Regions from separate parts of the Hordeum vulgare genome. Here region 2 is linked to region 1. A link is a contact called in public Hi-C data. All regions are on one chromosome and are shown on one strand. The core of a region is the stretch at or near the end of the contact, and the rest is flanking DNA. Distances in the headings are between cores, read along the strand shown.

Evidence for each region. Hi-C and Micro-C count contacts between places; a contact is called where the count stands out from the background.
Region 2: a Hi-C map of seedling shows a contact between it and region 1, with 3 times the contacts expected there. The contact joins the enhancer-like site here to the promoter of LOC123448328 in region 1. A contact is called at or near these places in 1 of 6 Hi-C or Micro-C datasets (seedling) and 1 of 1 datasets of contacts at active chromatin or transcription factors (embryo).

The regions. Positions count from the first base shown.
Region 1 is chr4H:175,166,820-175,172,755 of MorexV3_pseudomolecules_assembly, forward strand. It overlaps LOC123448328 (CDK5RAP1-like protein), which reads right to left and starts at 3,498. Exons shown (of 3, transcript XM_045125167.1): 1 at 3,221-3,498; 2 at 1,650-2,704. The coding sequence starts at 3,423.
Region 2 is chr4H:175,644,016-175,649,951 of MorexV3_pseudomolecules_assembly, forward strand. No RefSeq gene overlaps it. Among protein-coding and RNA genes, the nearest start is that of LOC123448328, 480 kb to the left of the region's middle. Within about 2 kb of position 3,391, at least 3 of the 3 cell types and tissues checked have open chromatin away from gene starts, as enhancers often do. A contact at or near this core is called in seedling, where this site is marked.

The DNA.
Region 1 (5,936 bases), core at 2,248-4,747:
TTGGCCCTAACCCTCATAGCTCCGGATTTTGGAAAGAACTACAATCCATCATCAAACCCTCAAATTTGGATATAGATGGAAAGTAGAAAGAGGAGATAAGGTTAGGTTTTGGGAAGACACTTGGTTTGGCACATCTCCCCTTGATGTACAATTTTGGCTTGTGTATGTGATCTGCAATGAACAGACTAAATGCATCAGGGAGGTGTGGGATGGCACCACATTTAAACTCTCTATTAGGAGAAACTTTAATGATAGGCTTACTGAACACTGGTACCAATTGCTTGAGATTGCTAGTAGCCTTGTCCTTCCTGAGGGCTCTGATTCTCTTGTTTGGCAGCTGGAAAACAAGAGAGTTTACTCCTCTAGCTCTTTGTACCATGTGATCAATTTTAGAGGTGTGCAACCAACGTTTGTTCCTGCTGTTTGGAAAATCTGTGTCCCCCCTAGAATCCATGTTTTCTTATGGTTGTTTTCTAGTAACAAATTGATGACTAGGGATAATCTAAGGAAGAGACGCATTATTAAACCTCTAGACTGTGTGTTCTGTGCAGAGGAAGAATCTGTCTTTCACATGTTCTTTGATTGCACAGTTGCTAGAATCCTATGGTCTTACATTGGTGCTCACTTTAACATTTCAATTGGTTTTGATTATGAATCAGTGGCTAGATTTTGGAACTCTAATAAGAAACATGTTGTCCTAAACACTGTTAGTTCAGCTGTCCTGTGGTGCTTGTGGAAGTATAAGAACTCTATGATCTTTAACAACAACACTTGGATATATGTTGAGCAGGTCTGGAGAGTGATCCTCAGGACTCTCAAATCCTGGGAGATACTGACACCAGAACATGGCAAGCTGAAGATGTTGGGCTTCTTGGAGGAGCTGACAAGACACACCCAGCTGCCCCCCATGATCCTAAGTGGCTGATGCTGAAGCAGGTTTCAAATGAAGGGATCCCTAATCTCAAGGTATCTGAGGACGACGACTGCTACCACTCCCCGAGCAAGAAAAGGCCCCTGGAGACAAATGCACACTGAGCAGCCCCGTCTCTATCCTCTCTGCCTGTTGGTCACCACAAGCCGTTGCTGCACCTCCTCTGAAGCTCAGGCAATCAGGAGAAGATGTGGTGGTTTGAAGCAGATCAGAACAAAAAGCCTAGTTTTAGTTTCTATCCCAGGCCTGCCTGTCTTTCATCTCCTGTTGAGGAGACGTTTTTATGTTTCCTTTTGTCTCTGTTTTCCTTTGAACTGCTCCTCTAAGTGAGCTGATGTATGACACTATGTTTTGGTTTCATTCTGAGTAATGGAGCCGGGGAGAGGAGCTCCCCGTTCATCTAAAAACCAAGTATTCCATATAAAAAGCAATCAAGGAGAATAAGAAGCGAGAAAGCAGCACCTAACCACATCCCTCTCTCCAAATCAGCCACACAGAAAATATGAATAAATTGCAAAAAAACACCACAATTGTGCAAAAGTCATCAAGCACCCACCAAAATGCATGTTTTTTGGTGTTTTTTTCCTGAAGCGTTGAAAACTTCGCCCCAATTGTGGTGGATTTTTGCAATTTACTCCAGAAAATATATATCCACATTGGAAGCACTTCACTTAGAAAGATTGTGATTACCAAAAAGCAGAAAACATGTGTGTCTTACCACTTATGAAATCACTGCTTAGCCCAACATCTGGAATGACATTACGGATTTTCTGTACAAGCTCCAAATATGCTTCTCGAGTATAACCCCGCTTCATTCGTTCCAGCACCTCTGTGCTGCCTGATTGTGCAGGCAAGTGAATAAGTTTGCAAATATTGTGCCTATCCCGCATCAAATATAGCAGCTCATCAGGAAAATCCTTTGGATGTGGAGAGGTAAACCTGAATCGCATCTCAGGGTATTCCAGAGACAACTGATCCAGGAGATCGGCAAAGCGCAACCCCGTATTCTTCACTTTGCACCTGCTGGAAAATCCTTCGCTGAGCTGCCAGTTTTTACCAGGCTCTAACTCCTCAACTTCAGAAGTATCATTATAACTGTTTACATTCTGACCAAGAAGCATTACTTCTTTTACGCCAGCATACCAGAGCTCACCAACTTCTCGGACAACAGAAGATACTGGGCGTGACCTCTCCCTGCCTCTAGTGAAGGGAACAATGCAAAACGAGCACATATTGTTACAACCCCTCATAACTGACACGAACGCCGTAACCGAATTGTCAGAAATCCTAACTGGGGTGATGTCAGCATAAGTCTCCTCCAGTGAGAGGAGTGTGTTGATACCCTTCTGCCCATAATCCACTTCTTGCAGCAGCCTAGGCAAGTCCCTGTACGCATCCGGACCACATACAACATCAACCATCTTATCGGAGTCGAGTATTTTCTCCTTCAGTCGCTCTGCCATGCACCCGAGAACAGCAATCTTAGGAGGACGCAGAGACTTAGATCTCCCTCCAGCGACATTAGTTTTCCATTGCCTTTTCAGGAACCAAAAGTAGTTGAGCCGCTGCCAAACTTTCTGTTCTGCATTGTCACGAATTGCACAGGTGTTGATAAATATTATCTCTGCACTCTCAGGGTCAGGAACAATGTCATTGTACCCTTCCTTTTTCATGATAGACAGCACAATCTCCATATCATTTACATTCATCTGACACCCGTACGTTTCATGGTAGATGCGTCCCTTCTTTACAGTCGCTGTACCAGACTCTGAACTAGACGACCCACAAGAAAAATCACGGTTATATCTCAAAATGCAGGCACAAATCATTATGAGGCATATTAACTGATCGGAGTTCACTGAATACTGCTACGAAAAAGAATACAATAACCAGTCACATGAAACTCAATAGCTAACAAAATGGACAGTCGTCCATGCATAAGCTTGTTAAACACAAAAAGCAAAATATTTCAGCACTGAGCCAGGCAAGAGACGACATAAATTCTGAGACTGCAGCCATACATTAGCGATTAGCTCGCACTGGACCAAGAACGAAATAAACAAGGAAATATCTAGTTCCGTACAGAAACGAAAATACTTGCAGTGCTAGATACATCCGTTTGAGCCTCAATTAATATGGGACAGAGAGAGTACATCTTTAGCTGAAACAGAAAGGGTTCTAACAATAACAAATGCACTTTTCCACCAAGTTTTACAGTTTACTGATGCTCTAACACAACGTCAGCCTATCGCGCTTCAAGTTGAGGGAATGGAAGGGTCACCGACTTACTCTGTCTGGGGCTCAGAGACGTCCGTGGCGGCGAGGTGGCGGACAGAGCGGCTGACGTGGAGATGGGGCGGGGCCGGGAGCCGGCGCCGTGGGTCGGAAACGGAAAGTGGAACAGGGATAGCGCCGTAGTAGCGTACGGATGCTAGGAGGCCGAGGCCACGGCCGAGGCGGGCGGCGGTGAGCGGGGCGAGCGGCGCCGCCATCGCGGTTTGGATGGCGGTGAGCGGGGCGTGCGAGAGGTGAGGAAAGAGGGGTCGGGTAGGAGCGGCGGCGTGTCGGGGGCAGTCGGATAACAGTTTGGCATGTCCGTCTGATGTAAGATCAGTGGTGAAAAGCAATGTAATCTATTTCTTGTCTTTCTAATATTAATAAAATACCTAAATTCTTAAAAGTGTTCGCGTGCCATGTATCGTTGTGTGAGCGCTCAGCTACACGACAAGCCACATACTTGCTCCATTTCAAAAAAAAATCCACCGCACCGATCCCTCTTCCTCTCATTTGTTCTCTCTCCTCCCCTACCCCGCCGCCTAGATCTCATCTAGTCTCAACGCCATCCAATTCATCTTCATCTAGGACAGGCCGTTCATGGAGATCCCGTCTTCTTCAGGGCACCCGTAGGTGAAGGTTTACGGGGAGGCATTTTTCGGTGTCTGCGACGTTGTTGCTCCCGGGTGCTCACTTCTTTTGGCTGCGACATGCGGATGTGCCCCGCGCCCACGCGAGCCTCAAGGTCTAGACTCCTCTGTTTCATTGTTCTCTGACAACCACATGGTCAGGTGCATGTCGTGCAGTCCTCAACACTCTAGCCGCCCAGCACAGGGGGCATCCTATTGCAGCCTTGCATCTGGAGCTGGGCGGAAGTAAGGTCGGCGGGGACAGGATGTCCACCATCGACGACTGACGCGTCGGCTGATACGTCTCGTCAGCTCGATTGCCGATGTTGTTTGCTGCGGCTCGAATCTTTTCTTGCTCCTTGCTTGATCGGCCTTTCGACACTCGTATCTTGTTTTGTTTTTGCTGCACAAATGATAGATGGCCATGTAAAGCTCTTTATTGTCGTTGATATGTGTAATTCTTGTGTATATTGCTTGTGTGCCATCTTGCGATGTTTGATGGTAACAAGCAATAGGAGATGCAATGTTGCGCGTGCATCTAATTTGTGAATGGTTGTTTTGATTTTGTATGTGTAGCAGATGCTTGTGTTGTTGGTTGATTTGTTTCTGCAATGTGGTACACCATAACAGTCGATGTCTCATTCCCACAAGATGGGTTGTCTTTAATTACACAAGATGTGTATTGTGTTTTTACTCACTAAAACTTGTCGAACATTTACTAGATAGTTTTCGATGATACTACAAGCTTTTTTCATAGCTATCACGTGTTAAACTTGCCGAACTCGAGCGATCTTGACTAGATCAACATCCCCCCTTGTGTTTTTTTTTCTTTTTTTCACACAAAAGCTTGCCCAATGCATGATAAGTAGTTGCTAGAGATGTTGACATGAGTTGCCCGGAGATTCACTCCCGAGAGTCGAGTGAAGCAGGAACGCCGCTCATGTGTGAAGTCATGGGTTGGGCCGATGTTTGGCCCGCCAACCGTGTGCGAGATCTATGGGTCAGGACAAATTGAGTGTTTTGTGGATAGGGGTTGGGCCTTCGCGACTTTAGGGGGGTTGACGAACCGCGAAATGCATAGGGACGAGGTGGACTGAGGTTTCATAGGAGGTTAAATAGGATTTATGGAGGGAAGCATCGGGGGTAGGGGCACGCGCGAGAGAAGCACATTTTGGGAGATAGGTTGAGTGCGGCGACCACCCCTACGCAAAAAAACACGGAAAAATGGGTGAGAGCCACTTGCGAGAGATGCGAACGGGAGTTGCCAGAGACATGGACAAGTGGTAAGTTACTTGAGCGGTGGACAACTTCACACCACTTCTGTTACCCAGGGAAAGTGGCCAAGCTATGTGGGGTAGTAAACTTTACATCACTTGCAAAGCAACTTTCTTATTTTTGGAAGGTAACTTTAGTGGTGCACAGAAGCAACTTAGTTGTGTATGTGTAATAGTTAATTTGCCTAATATTCTTCTCACTTTTGGCTATCGCGACGGGTAAGTTCTCTACCAGTTGATGTGCAGTTACCTACCATTATCTTTAAGTATCCTATTGTCGATGCTCAGTTGTCTATCATTGGTAATTTTTTAGTCGCCTATTATGACTGATTAATTGCTTGCCATCGGTAATTAGTTGCCCACAGTATTATGAAAAGTTGATGTTGTTGCTAAGGTTTAGATAATGCTAGGAAACCTTAGAGATGATGTTATGCAACTATAGAGATGGTGTTACACAACTTGACAGTCATGGTACCAACTTAGGGGGGCATTAGGTTGATAGGTAATCATCATAGGCAACTTTGCATGTGATATCAGGCAACTTGTTAGTGCTACTCGTCAACTTAGAAGTGTTTGGATAGAGATGTAGTCATGATAAGCAATCTACCGCAAAGTTTCTTCTTGTTGCACCAAAGTTGCCCCCCCCCCCCCCCCCCGCGTACCATAGTATTGAAGTTGCCTATAAAAAATGTTGATCAAAAGCAACACTAGAATTATGTTAGACATTTGAGAATCAGGACAACCATATTAGAAAATCATTAGTTTAATAATAGCCATAATAGGCAACCTGACAACAAATTTTCTTCTTATAACAACAAGATTGCTCAT
Region 2 (5,936 bases), core at 2,141-4,640, 480 kb after region 1:
ACCGACGTGAGTAGCCCCAGGACCAGCACCCACACACACTACCTTGCCATGTATTCCGACTTTTGAGTACTCATGCAAGACAGACCCTTGCAAGAACTTAGTTCACCAAGCCCTTGACCCTTAGTCAAACCTAGATTATTGCAAGAACCCCATTTACGTTTAGAAGAAGATGAGCGAAGCATTCGAAGTTGTATCATCAAGAACTTCAAGACCCACACGGCCAATCATGTCGAAGAGGAAGCAACATGGGATGTGAAGACTACCTGAGACCCGAATTTCTGTACGTCTCCAGCGCCTAGCCTTGGAATCTTGTGGATGAGATTATTGTAAGGGGGTAGGTCTGTCACACCCTCTATTTTTCCTTCTTTGCTAAGTTAACATAGCCCAAAAATTAGGACCAATTAAAACTTTTTCTATGTGATGCGATGCTTTAACTGGTTGTTGTTTGCTTGTGTTTTTAATCACAAACTCCCTCCTGCACTCTAGACACATCTCCTTGCCAAAAAACTTCCCCAATGACTATACCATGTGTAAGGACCAAAAATGATTTATTTAGTTTAGCTTTTCAAAAAATCTTGAATTGAGGTTTGTATTACAAGTCCTCAAATAAGAAAGATGTTTTGCCCCAAATATTTTATTTGGATCCTATTATCAAAAACACTTCCGAAAACCAAAAAATTATTATTTTAAAATTTATTTTCCTATTTTAGTTAAATACCTTTTTCTGAGTCCAGAAACGGTGTTTTATGAAGAAACATTATTTTTCTTGCTTCCAAAATATTTGAGCAAATTCAGGGATACTGAGTGGACATATATATTCAACATATAAGAGTTTCAACACATGGTCATGTTCAAAATATTGGACAAAACCCTTCAAAACCCTTTCTGCCTATTTCAAGCTTTTGAAATATTTCTACAAAAAATATTCGCGATAAATTCCAAGAAATTTCTTGCAAGTCACACATGATATATGTGATGATCTTGCAAAGTATCATATCAATCCAAGCTGATTTGATTCACCTAAATATGCAAAAATCTTAGTTGTCGAGATCCAAATTTGAACAACTCTACATTGCCAAGTGTCCCCAATTATGCTCAAAATTTGTGAAAATGTTATAATGCTCGATTAATGCATCCACACCAAGTGGTGCACCAAGGAGAACAAGCAAAATTACCCCAAGCTCCTCAAAACCAATTCTGCTGATTTTTAGAATTGGGGAGTTTTACATTATGAAGTTTCTTCAATTGATCCCAATTTTTTGGGCATGCTCTAATACTCAAATAATGTCACCACACCAAGTGGTGCATTAGTGGGAATTAATTTGCATGGGTTTGCCTATTTCCAAGGTTTTTCAAGTCTACACTGAAAACTTTCTCCAACAAATCTCATATTTGGTGTCCAACCTTATTTATGACCACCATTTGGTCATGTTAATTTTCAAAACCATGGGAGCATCAGAGGTAGCCCGACTAGTGATGAAACACCTTCTGATGGACTCCAGAGTTCAATAATAGAGCCCCTAAATGACTTCTGCTTGGCCTTCAATTTTTACCACAGGATCTTGTAGTCATCATGCACCTCGAGTAAACCTTGCATGTCCCGAGCTTCATTATTGGAGGGGGTGAAACCTCCATTTACCTTCGTGGACAACAACTTCTCTCTCTACCCCCCACTTTTCTTCTCACCTAAAGCATCCCCCTATATCCCCTTGACCTTATGCACATTGTATATTGGGGGCTGCTACGCATCTACCGGTGGATATTTATTAAACATCCACCGCCTCGACAGCCGTTAGATCTCGCGCGTAGCGTCCGATCCATTCCTGTACTTAATTCCTGAAACGACGCTCGAGTTGCAGAAACTTTCGCTTTGTTGCAATAAATAAACTTTGGACCCGTTAATTCCTGAAACAACGGTCGAGTTTCAGAAACAATTTGCTTGTTGCGGGATTTTTTTTTCTTCGTTTTGCGGGAGAGTTTTTTGCAACAAAAGGTCATGTTTTAGGAATTTTTGCAACAAATGTCAAGTTGCAGAAGCACTACCTAGCGAGCTGGGAAGCTCTTGGCGGCGGGGCGGCCGGCGAGCTCTAGGCGGCGGGGCGGCCAGCGAGCTCTAGGCGGCGGGGCGGCCGGCGAGCTCTTGGCTTGCTTCCGGTGGAAGCCGTCTCGTCATGCCTGGGTTCCCTTCTTCTGCAACAACTTCCAAGCTGCAGGAACAACGTTCTGAAACAATGGAGTTGTTTCAGAAAAACGGGTCACGGCTCGTCCGCCCGGCCACGTGGCAAACAAAGAAGACGGTAAACGCGAGAGCAGGATCAGTCGGTTGAAAGGTAACGTTTTCCTTATATATTTCCTCCTAAGTCTAGTGAACAACTTTTGTCGCGCTCACAGGCTTGTGGCCGTGCCCCGCATGCCAAAATCATGCCCAGGCTTGTAGTTGGCGTGCTCTCGAGCGTGCTACAGTGCACCAGGGCACTATAGCCGCAGCATCCCGAGGCTCCCGACAGCTTTGGGAGTCTCGGTAGTGTCCCCCGAGGCCACCTCGGCGTCCTCAACATTTTACGCTTAAGGCCCCCTCCTGCTTCTCTCTCGGGCGTCCCCTGTCACGGGTGCCCGATGCCGACCAACTCAGCCACTCTCTGTGCGTGGTCTGGTCCTGCCTCTGAGCTTTCCCCGCTCCCTCTCTTTCCTTCCCTGGTCGAGGACCAAGTCCATGAAGGACGCAGGCACCACCTGGAGAGCTCCCGAGCACACTGGTGATGTCCACGACCGCTCCGAGCTTCCTTCCACGATGCACCAGCACCTGGGGTACTTTAGGGCCGTCCCGTAACCCCCTCTCCGCTCGGATCGCACTCTCTCCCTCGTGCAAATCTCCCGACGCCCCCAATTTCGCCCCCATGCTCACCATCGTCCCCCATGGCCGAGGCCTTGCCAACGGCCTCCGTTCAAAATTGGAGCCCCCAAATGCCTCTCTTCACCTCCTGCCCACAGGAATCGGCCAAGAAACCTCGACTAGCCTTCGGCTCATCCCCATTTCCTTTCTCGTCGTCTGCGCCGGCCTGCCCATGCCCACTGTTGTCAGTCTCCGCCGCAGCATCGGCCCCACGCTCTCCGCTGCCTTCCAGCAGGGGCTAACCACCCAGGAGGGTGCGCGCCGTCGCCTTGTCCTCGTTGGTGGTCGTAGCGCCGCCAGGGGTAGCCGTTGTCATCGGTAGGAGCGCCGGCGCCGCTCGGCTTTGCCTCCCCCGCTCCCTCTGTGCCCGAGGGGGAGGTAAGGGAAGAACCCGCCATACGGGCCCCATCTATCGGCCTCTCAGAGAGGCCACGCTATTGACGGGTGGGCCTCCCTTTTCTTAAGTGGAAACGGAGTCGCTGGAAACCGCCAGCGCCAGCGGTTAACAGGTTGGGACGCCTTCGGCGACAACCCCGCCTGCTGTGGGGTTGAGCCGCTGGGCTGGCCCCACGGCTAAGTTGCGCCCAGTGCATAGCTTAACACGATTAGGTAAGGATTTTCTTTCTCTTTTCTTTTTATTTTTCTAGAAAGGCCAAAGATCCTTAATAAATTCATAGGACATCCAATTCTGATTACTCAAATTTCCAGAAACTTATAAAATCCTTGCCTATCCAAATATATGCATTGCACATTTTTCCAAAAGTATTTTCTGTAATGTTGAAATTCAAATTCAAATTTGATTATTCAAATCCCACCTTGAAAAATTCTTAGAGCCTCCAAATCAACTCCAAATGGAGTAATTTCAATTTCGATAGACTCTAGAAATCATGCCGTATTTTTCTGGTCTGACTCAACATTTTTCTCCGCATTATTTCTATTGCACCAAATGAGTAGCCCCTCTTTACCATTTATGACATATTAGGAAATCCCCAGAATATTCATGCCAACTCCAAATCGAGTGAAACCACTTCCAAAATGTTTCTAAAATTATCCCCTAATTTATAGGCACATCCACTCATTTTTGTAAAAATATTTTCTGTAGACTTCTTATAGGATCACCACTTCCTCTATTTCCACCGTATAAAAATCTCTAGTGACCCAAATACCTTAGAACAACTTTAGATAATTTTTCTTATGATCAGAAATATCCAAGAAAAATAGAACTACTATTTGTGGAGCAATTTTGTTTTCTTCTTGTTGTGTGGCTTTTCGTGGTTGTTTCGTTGATAGTTGACGAAGTAAACGGAGTGCTCGGAATTGGACGAGAAGCATAGGAAGACCCTTTGACCATGTCTAAGAAACCAATTATTTTGCATGCCATATAGCGATATATTTCGTTGCATTTGTATCATGATTGTGTTGATAATCACCTTGGCCAGTTGTCTCGGAGGAACTCCTCGTTGATACTTGCACTTGGGTATGACCCTACAACCTATGAGGGTTGTGTGGGTGGGAGGTAGTTAGGATGCTAGTAGTTGCTAGGCCAATGGGATGGGTCTATGCATGATGACCGTGAAAGAAATGATTTCGAAGGTTTGTTGAAAACCCCGTCGGGTGACACTGATGCCCAAGGGAGATGGTGATGAGATGGGTGACCACTTGGGAAGGAAGTGGGTCACCGATAAAAGTTTTGTGTGTGTGGTTTTGAAAACAGATTGGTCTAAGTTGTGACTATTACTCCAACCTTACATATGCGACCACGATACCCCTCATGGGACAAGGCTTTGTTGATTACTTTGGTCAGTGCTAGCAGAGAGCCTGCATTACTAGTGGTTAGAGTGACATGGTCACTTTCATCATGGGGTCATGCAAAGTAGGGCGACCATGAGCCGTTTTCACAGGCACCGGGCACACCGTTGGTCCCTTCATGGATGGTACGATCTAGAGCGAGGCTCGTATGATGTACATCATTAGGGCTGGGTACCAATCAAGTGGAGTCTTTGTTTATTATCTACAAGGGAAAGGCATTGTTCGGGTGCTTACCTTGGGTATGTGATATATCGTGAGTCGTGGATGATATGGAAGTTCCCCAGGTCTCGTAGGTACAGTACGCAACCTCTACAGAGTGTAAAACTATTCGAATAGTCGTGTTCACAATGAAGGACAGTTGGATCACCACTCTTAGGCTACGTCCAGATGTTTTCGCATAAACCAAGTGTGCGTGTGAGAAAGGATGGTTGTGTGTGTAAGATGATACTCGAGCTAAGTCAGATGACTTTGCATGATATATCAACGTGGGACGTTCAACCCCTGCTTATTGTGATACTTGAGTTAAGTCAGATGACTTGACACGGCAAATGAACGTGGCACATTCAACTCGTGCTGAAGATGATATATATAACTTGTACATATGGATATCTGCAACACGTTGATTCATGTTTTCACAAGAGCGATCATGTCACTGCAATCAAAATTACATTTATGTAAATTACCTATTTAGTGCTATACTATGCTCTGTATTTTCCTTGTTTCAAACATGGGTTGCTTGCGAGTACATCAAAAGTACTCATTGGCTTGCCACTGGTTATTTTAGTGGCCACGCATAAGAGAACATGATATGTTGAAGATTACCTTGGTGGCGTATGTGCGATATAGAATACGTGTTGGGTTAAGGCATATGGCATGGGTACACACTGTTGATGATGATTTCCCGCTGCAAGTATATGAAGCTTGGCCACACAGGCCATATCCAAGCCAAACGGTACTTAATGGATGTAAGACTCATGCTATTCAGTTTTTGTGTGTTCAGGGAGCATTATTCTCTGGTATCACTGTGCACATTCATTCCGTGATCACGACTTATGAGTCAGGGTCCCCACATGTCTTCTTCTTCTTCTATTCTTCTTCTTCTTCTTCTTCTTGTTCTTCTTCTTCTAGTCTTCCTCTTCTTCTTCTTCTAATTCTGCTTCACCTTCATCATCATCATCATCATCATCTGCTTCTTCTTCTTAGGTAATTATCCTAAAAATGACATAATTAACTT